2 separate regions of the Gossypium hirsutum genome follow, and region 1 is linked to region 2. Evidence: chromatin contacts called from public Hi-C data. All regions are on one chromosome and are shown on one strand. The core of a region is the stretch at or near the end of the contact, and the rest is flanking DNA. Distances in the headings are between cores, read along the strand shown.

Region 1 (4,544 bases), core at 472-2,971, 98 kb before region 2:
ATTCGAAAAAATTACAAGTTTACAAACAAATATACTACACTAGGGACACTAGATCCTACATATGAAGCCTAGCTCAGTGAGTAATTCCACTATCTTTTATCACGAATACAACAAGTGGTTCACACAATATCACTCCAAGTATAGAGATCTCACATTTTTACCTGAAGACTAGAACACTCACTTTAAAACCCTTCCCTTGAGAACTTGTGCAGTAAACACTTAACAATGTTTACAATAACAATTTGCGCTCTCTCACAAAGCAATTCCTCAATGAACAAATTAGAATTCACTCAATCAACTCTTGTTACATAACCTAAACAAGCTTCAAGCATATATTAATTTTGGCTTGCTAACATAGAATCTAAATGAATACAAAATAGCTTTTAAAAATAGCTATTAAAATCTCAAAAATCACAGTATAATCAATCGAAGATCTGATTTCCAAAACAACTACATAGTCTTCATCGATTCTCCATGTTCTAAAGGTTGATTTGATTCACTCAAATCCAATCCAATCTTTAGATTATTGAAGATTGGCTTCCATAGATGGACTAAAGTATGTTTAATAAAACAACACATAATCAGGTCCAAAGATTTTTTTTTTCATTTGATTGGCAAACCAAATAAGGCAAGTAATAAAACTACTTTAGTGGCAATTTACAGTTGGCACTAAGGGTGAGCAAAACTTAATTTGATTAAAAAATTGAAAAAAAATTAAATTTCGGGTTAATTGGATCGAGTTATTCGAATTATCCGAGTCAACTTGATTCGAGTTTTGAGTTCGAGTCGAGTTGAATTTCATAATTTGAATAACTTGAAGAATTTGAATAACAGATTGGTGTAAATACCCTTTTGGTCCCTGTCAATTTTGAAAATAAACAAATTGGTCTCTCTCAACAATAATTATAAAAAAAATCAAAATAAGTTTTAAAAATTCAAAATATTTATAAAAAATTCAAAATTTATATTTTTAAAAAATTTTAAAAATTCTAAAAAATATATAAAACAAAGTTAAAAATTTAAAAATTTTCTAAAATAATAATATTGAGAGCTAATTAATGATTCAATTTTATTACTCAAGTATCTTTTTTTTTACTTTGAAAAATTTCAAATATATATAGTTTCAAATTTATGTGCTAGAATTAGTTATACTGTAACAATATTTTTATTTGACATGTTTAAATTTTTTTAATTTAACTCGAAAAAATTCACTCAATTTAATTCGATTCGAATTTTATTTCACTCGACTCAATTAAAAAAAATTCAAATTGAGTTAGATAATAAAATAGGACTTTTGAACTCAAAATTTTTCACTCAATTCAATCAAACACTCACCCCTAGTTGGCACTACTAATAGTTTTTAATAATTTAATAATTTCTTATAACTCTTTATTTTTAAGTAATTTTCTATATTTTTATAAAATTTAAAATAATTATATGAAATAATTTTTTTATAATTTTTAAATACCATATTATTATAAGATACACAAAACATATTACTATTTAGTTGTTTCTGGATCTATACCTATATATTGGATGTAATGTAGGTGTGTTATTGTTATTATTATTTTGAGTAAAACGCAATCTTGCACATAGTCTATTTACTTTTACCAAAAAGAAGATTAAGTGTGATTCTAGAATTTGGTGGCTGTCCATTCGTCTGTCATTTCCAAAAGTGACCGATCGACTTTACCAAGCAAAATCCAAATAGTTACGTATGGCTTATCACATTTAGACCATTCTCCACTTTTTTACAGATCCCCGCACTATGTCGAACAAAATCATCTTCGAGAAACTCAAAATTAAAAAAAGCGTTTTCGAATGTCAGTCACTTTCCCACACGTCAAACATTCCAAAAGTCGTAGAAATCAAGAAATAGTCCCAAAAATTAAAAAAATAATAATAATTTGATCCAAAGAGCTTTTAATGCTAATCTCTTTTTTTAAAATTTTAATTTTTGCTTCTTTTTCAAACTTAAACCTCTCATCTACCTATCTGAAGAAAACATTTTCTTTCATATTCCTTTCTCTTTCCTTCTCCAAACCCATTGTTTTAAAACATAAAATATACTTCTTAAGTTGGAATTTGAAAAGAAAATTACGAAATCGATATACGTTGATCTGATAAAATCAAATCCGTGAACATTTCAAATAGATTGAACATGTGTGGACTATAGATCGGATCCAAATCCCAACAAAAAAAAATTACAGTTTTAATCCTATAAGGGCAGATCTGCATGTAATTTCAATTCAAATGTAAAAGGAAATTAAAGCTGATATATATGTATATATATATTCATGTACATGATGATAGGCACCTTTTTTTAGAGGAAGAAGCATGAAAACCAGCTTTGAAAAACGCATCAACTTCTTCACTGTTAACGATCTCGAAGAAGTTGAAATTTTGAAACAACTTTCTTTTGCATGAAACAGAAGCTGTTCTCTTAGGTTTTGTAGGTGCCGCTGGACATGACAAAACTGGTGGGATCTTGTTTTCGTCTGAGGTTGGTGTCGCACAGAACTCCACGCTGTTGTTTCCGTTCTTGTTTACTTGTTCAATTCCGGTGCCACTTTCATCAGAAGATTGAATAATTTTGAGTTTGGGTAATTTTATTTTCAATGAATCTTGGAACAATTCAAGATCTGTAGACATCATGGAAGGAAAAAGATGAATCTTTTGCTGGTTTGATTTTAAAAATAAAATAATAGATTGAAAACTAAGAAAGAAGAAAAGAAAGACGTGAAAGGGAGGATAAGTGTAAAGGTTGGGGGTGTTGCCTTCTTTTAATATTCTTCTCAGCTTCTCAATAAAATATTTTAATTTATTTCAAAATTTTTATTGATTATAAAAATATGTAAATATTAATATTAAAATATATTTTTATTATTTAGTGTTTTTCGAATAGTGAAGGGGATGGTCAGGATTACTCCAACATGACTTAAATAGACTTGGGTAAGAAATTAAACATTTTTATATTTATGTAATTTTTAAAGTTTTAACTTTAAACTAAATTGAATATCATATATTCATTAAAAAGAAGTATTATATACATCTTTGAGTGATTTACATATTTATGCTGTTTTTTTTTCTTGACATGTTTTAGTACGATGCAAAATGGATCTTGTTCTATCGTTGATCAGATAAATCTCTATGAAAAATACGAATCGGAGTTTGAAGAAGGGGAAGGAGGTATATTTACATTGATATTAGGAGAGAGATTCGTTTATGCTAGTGTAAATCTTATGTAGTTTTATACCTTCCTGTCACATTTATACTGTTAATATTTTAATAATTTAATTATTAAATTTATTAATATATTTATATTTTTTATACATGTAAAATTTTAAATCAATATAATATTTTTATCATGTTAATCTAAAATATTGTCTATATTAATATATATTTAACGATTGAAATTTTTTATTTAAAATGAATATATATAAATTTTTAACTTATGTAAAATTTGATATGCATGGTCTACATGAATAGAGCACAAAATATAACGATTGTATTGTTAAAACATTAATCATATAACAACTTACGAAAAAGTATAAAACCACTTAAATTTTTATACCCGTGTAAATAGATTTCTCTAACACTAATATGATCAAATTATAATAAATTATACCTTAATCCCAACTTGAGAAAAAAAGTAAAAGTTATTTAAAAAAATAACTCGATTGTCAACTCAAAAATCTATATTTATACTATAAATAAAGTGTTTGATTAAGTTTACATAAATTAACTCCAAATTCATATAACAAAAGTAATATATAAATACGGTTATATATATAATTAAAAATTTTAAATTAAAAAAAAACAACCTCTCTTTATACTTAACCTTGAACAATTAAAAATTTAAAATCTCATTTTCCCAACAAAACCAAAATCTCATTAATAAAATTATTTACATTTTTAATTTTACCAATAATTATTATTTTTTAAAAAAAACTATTGATTAAATATTTTTATTTTTTATTTCTTTCACCCACATAATGACGTACCATAGTACTAGTATTTATGTTTTTGTTTAATATTCTTACTATAAAAAGTCTTTTGAGTGACCGAGGCATATTTTTTTTATTGCGAATAAACTCATTTAAATTTTTCTATATTTTTGTATTTTTAAAAATTATTATATTGTTATCTAATACACATTTCTTTTACGACCATATCATTTTTTTTCCCTTTTTATTAATTTTTAAATATAAACTACTTGATGTATTTTTATATTTATTTTATAATGTAATGTGCTTAACTTTTCATATAATAAAAATTACATCATACATGAACAAATGAAAAAAAAAACAATATATAATAAATTTGAAAAAAAATTTAAGTTGTACTTACATTTTGAATATTAAAACTTGAGTCTCGCTTATGCTTTGAAAGGTTTTTTTTTTAAAGCCAAAATTCAAATTTTAATCTAAATATTTTTATCTAAATCTATTTAAATATCAAACTGACCTTTATCAGTAGCTAAATAGGTTTAGAGAAAATACTCTCATATGTATTTTTTTCTTTCTTTCTATTTTCATTTTCAA
Region 2 (4,693 bases), core at 1,085-3,584:
TAAATTGATACTCCTGTTACAAAAGGCAAAAGCCTAAGAAAAGGAATGTGCCCCAAAACTTTCAAATAAAAGGCACAAATGGAAAAAGCTCTTTACTCTAGTGCAATGGGAATTCTGACGTTAAAAAGCAAATTAACTTTTTTTTAAAGATTGATTGTCAAATTTAGCTCAAAAAACAGAATTAAGGTCAAATTAAAAATCTAAACATTGAGGACTAAATTTATCATACCTTGTATTAATTGTTAGTTTTTCTTCTGTTAATTATTCTTATAATAATGAATTCTGTTAGAACTGTTCAGAAAAACAATTATAAACCCAATCAATATTAATTGCATATAATTAAATAAAGATGTTGAATTTAATATTTAATAAAACATCCTATAATTAAAGAGATAAATGTTTTACCTAATTTTTACCTATGCCCGTAGTATATTAAGAGCTGAAAATATTTGTAAAGTACTTCTATTATAAGGATTTTATTAAATTAGTATTTTTATTATTAAATAAATTAATTTAATTTATAAATTAATAAAAGGAACCAAATGAGGTTAAATTTTAATAGAGTTAATATTTGTTGTTTAAAAAACGACATGTAAACTACACTATTAATAAAAATTTTCAAAATAATTTGTTGAGAATTGAACTATAATTTCATGTTTTTTTTAAACAGTAAATGTTAACTCTATTAAAATTCAACCTTATTCAATTCTTTTTTTTAATATAGGAACTAAATTAATTTATTTAATATTAAAGAAATTATTTAATCTGGTTCCTAGTAGATAGATTCACTTATATAAAGCTTATATAAAAAGAGGTATTGAAGTTGAAAATTTGCTAAATAATTTGATTTCAAAAATGAAGAGACAAAAACGACTTTTAGTCTTTTAGTAGATTTAAGTATGAAACAGTAACATATATTTTTTAGAGGTGTTTATAGGTTAGGTTAGGGGTGAGCGTTCGATCAAATCGAATTGAATGAAAAATTTTGAGTTAATTCAGTTGGTGAATCCTATTTTATCATTCTAACTCGATTTGAAATTTTCTCGAATCGAGTCGAGTGATATGGAATTCAAATCGAGTCGAATCGAATATATTTGTTCGAGTTAAATTTTTAAAAAATGACTTTAGATCCTTGTAACCGCTGTCACTCACCATAATCAAATTTGTTATTAATTTTCATCTCCTCATAATTTATTTATTATTATTTTATATACAGGTTAGCTTCTTTGCTTGCTTGGTTGTTTTAATTATCTTTTGATTTTCGTCACTATGTATTTTGAAATTAAAAAATGTGATTTTTAAATAAAAGTTATCTTAAAGATAAAATGTGAAATTGATATTAACTTAAAATTTTAACACGAATATTTTATGGCATTATCAATAATTCAATTTTAACAGGAAATTATAAAGATTTAATATGATCAAGCAATTCAATAATATAAAAAGTACAAAATGTGAAATTTAATTTAACAATATCAATAGTAGATATAAATAAAATTATTACTATTTAGATTTAGAGTTTTTTTGGGATGATTTTTTATTTGAGGGTAAAGGGTGAAAAAAAAGTTTTGAGAGATGGGGGAGTAAAATTTTAGGGAAAAGTAAATGGAGGAGAAATATTCAAAAAAAAAATTGGGGAGAAAATGGGTTTGGGGTAGATGGGAGGTGAGATGAGAGAGGAGTAAAAATTTGGGGGGAAAGTGGAAGGGAGTAAAAGTATTGGAGGAAGTAAAAAGGTTTGGGGAAAAATGTAAAATATTATAGTTTAGTATTCAGTTTATTTAAATTATTTGAGTTATTTGATTTTGAAAATTAAACTAAATTCGAAGTTGAAATTCGAAAAAAAAAATTTGAGTTAACTCAAATAACTCGATTCGTTTAACTCAAAATTTAAAAAAAATCGATTTTTTCGAGTTGAATCAAGTTTTGTTTACCTTTATGTTGGATTGGGTTGAAGTTTAATTCTAAAATATTTTTCAAATTCAAGTTCATTGACCCAAAAAGTTTATTTTATTATTAAAAATTAATAAAATATTATAAATATAATATAATTGTTATTTTATATTTTTATAATTAAATTTTGATTTAAAAATATTATTATTAAAATTAAATTTGTACTAAACTGAACCAAATCAAAGCATAAAAATGTTTATTCAAATTCTACCCAAATCAAGCTGAAGGGACAACCATACTCTTAGACAGGTCTGTCCTTCCCTAATAAATTAATTGAAAAAAAGATGGTACAGATATTAACCGTTTAAATTAGTTATACCTACGCTCAGATTTCTTTTCTTTTCTTGGATATATTTGTATAAAGCAAGTCATCGAAATAATAATAGGCCGGTCGCAAAGAAGAATTCAGATGTTCCTTGGACAAGTTTAATACGGGCCAGGTTTGGACCCACCTATAAACTCCAATCACTATTCATAACATATTAAAAATTATTTTGTATCAATATATTTATTATTAGTTTAACTTTTTTTATACATATAGTTTAACTTATTATTTAGATTAAGCTACACTATTGTTTCTTCTTTATTCTTTTTGTCCTCCAAATGCTCCCTTTAGTTTCTATATCTATATATATATATATATTGAACATTGAAAACACATCTAAAAAATTCATTCCTAAAAATACTTTTTTTTTCTTTTTTGCCAACCACCTAAAAATATCCAATAAACGTTAAATTTGTAGGAGGAAAGAATAAGAGAAAATTTTATAACAAGCATAGAGTAAAAATCAAATAATCCTAAAAACATTCATCAAACAGTAAATTATATAATAGGGAACAATAATAAAGTAAAAATCAGAGGGCATCAATGACTTAAATCAAACTAGCTCAAATATATATGTGCATATATATAAATCAAATATAGAAATAAAAATCACAAAATGTAAGCCAATGAATAGAGTGTTTAACTGAAATATATTGCATTTCTCTTATTTATATTTGAAACCTATAAACAGCAAACAACATAATGAAATGGCATTAAAAATGAAACTGTTTAAATTTATTTTTAAAATCTTTTTAAGTATACATCTTGCCGAAATATTATTTCTCATTAAGTAATACGTACGTTTATATCTTTTTGCATTAATTTACATCAGAATATGGAAATTTACTCTCTTATATTACCAATATTAGAGATGATTCAAAGCTGCTTCTTTTTTTTATTTTTCTGCTCTTAATTATTGATATAATGGGGGGATTCAGATATAAGCAAAGAAATCGGCCCAAATCAAATCATTGAGAACCTGATTTCAAAATAATATATATATATATCTCAAACTCCTAATTGTAAATTCAATAAGAATTCTTATACTCGGAACTCAAATATTTACGTGCGAGCTATAAGATTTTTCAATACTAGTTAAAATTATATTAAAAACCAAAGTCCGGCTAGATCTGCAAACCACCTCGACCAAGGCATTAAGCCGTTTAAACTCAGCTTTCCTCGAGCTTCAACTCAGCTCAACAAAACTAATTCAAATATTTTTCATACCGAACCCCGTAGCTAGTAAGAACCACTGTCTCCTTTACACCCTAACCTACATGGCGCCAATTTCAGAACATCAATTCAGGATGGAAAATTATTTCTTCAAATATCCGATTATAAAATTTGCTTTATCAAAACTATCATCAATGAAATAAAATAATAATAATAATAATAATAATAATAAAGCAAAGACTCGGCAGAAACTAAACTATATAACTCTGATCAACATTGCCTATGAAATATCCAAATTTTTTTTGTGAAAACAAGATTAAAAAAGGAAAAAAAAAAGAACAAAGAAAAAGAAAAGAGATGCATCATTAAATTGAATGTTCTTGTATGGTGGAAAAGAATTACCATAATCGTCACCCTCTTAACCAAAATCCCGGAACCGGTATGCTCTGTCTCCTGAGATATCCCCGTAAATCAGCTTGAGTCGCTAGCGAACCAAAAAAACACTAGGAAGCTATTTTTGTCTCCCCTCAGATTCTTGGAAGCAATTTACTTGATAAAAAAGAATTGGAAGAATAGAATGTTTTGAAAGCTGTTAGATTTTAACTCGCCTTCTCTTGTCTGCAGTCGTTTTTCCGGCTTCCCCGGGTTGAGAAAAGTAAAAGGGGTTCAGCATTCGTGTTAGGAGTTCACTGTCTCTAGGTTAGACTTAGAATACGGTCATCTGATTTAGCTTCTAAGTATCCTATAATCGAAGTGGTCTCTGCCTATACCCATTCCTCATCCTTTCCAATAATTTCTCTTTAGTTTTCCTCTTTTTGTCCATCTTCAACCGGTATCTTTCTTCTCTCTCCCTCTCATAAATTCCTTGCCAATGCACTTCCCCGGTCAATGGCCACAACCACACCTTCCTCGGATGGTCAGCATCGTCTGCAGCCTCAGCTAGATCTTCATCCATGGACTTCAATAATGTGAAGTTAAAGTATCTAGCCCACATAAATTCTTTCCGTTGTTCAACTGGATGTTGCTCTTCAAGCAAACCAGAGTGTGGCTCAACGTAGACCATCCTCCGCCCACTATGGTAAGCCCAAACATTGACCAAGAGTTCCAGTACCCGACAGTAACATTGTTTTTTCTGCCAAATAAACCGAGAAGAGCAGCGTTAGATTAGACTCTCAATGGAATTTTGGAACCTACAAATGTTATAGCAACAAGGATTTAAATTGCTGCTGTGGATGGATTTTT

The links. A called contact is a pair of places that touch in the nucleus more often than the background predicts.
Region 1: a contact with region 2 is called in a Hi-C map of leaf, with 3 times the contacts expected there. The contact joins two enhancer-like sites. A contact is called at or near these places in 7 of 34 Hi-C or Micro-C datasets (anther, callus, leaf and 2 more).

Annotation. Positions count from the first base shown.
Region 1 is chrA05:36,947,093-36,951,636 of Gossypium_hirsutum_v2.1, reverse strand. No RefSeq gene overlaps it. Among protein-coding and RNA genes, the nearest start is that of LOC107904328, 83 kb to the left of the region's middle. Within about 2 kb of position 1,721, at least 7 of the 9 cell types and tissues checked have an H3K27ac peak or open chromatin away from gene starts, as enhancers often do. A contact at or near this core is called in leaf, where this site is marked.
Region 2 is chrA05:36,849,327-36,854,019 of Gossypium_hirsutum_v2.1, reverse strand. LOC107904329 reads right to left here. Exons shown (of 15, transcript XR_001686186.2): 14 at 3,854-4,583; 15 at 3,220-3,551. Among protein-coding and RNA genes, the nearest start is that of LOC107904329, 11 kb to the right of the region's middle. Within about 2 kb of position 2,334, at least 3 of the 9 cell types and tissues checked have an H3K27ac peak or open chromatin away from gene starts, as enhancers often do. A contact at or near this core is called in leaf, where this site is marked.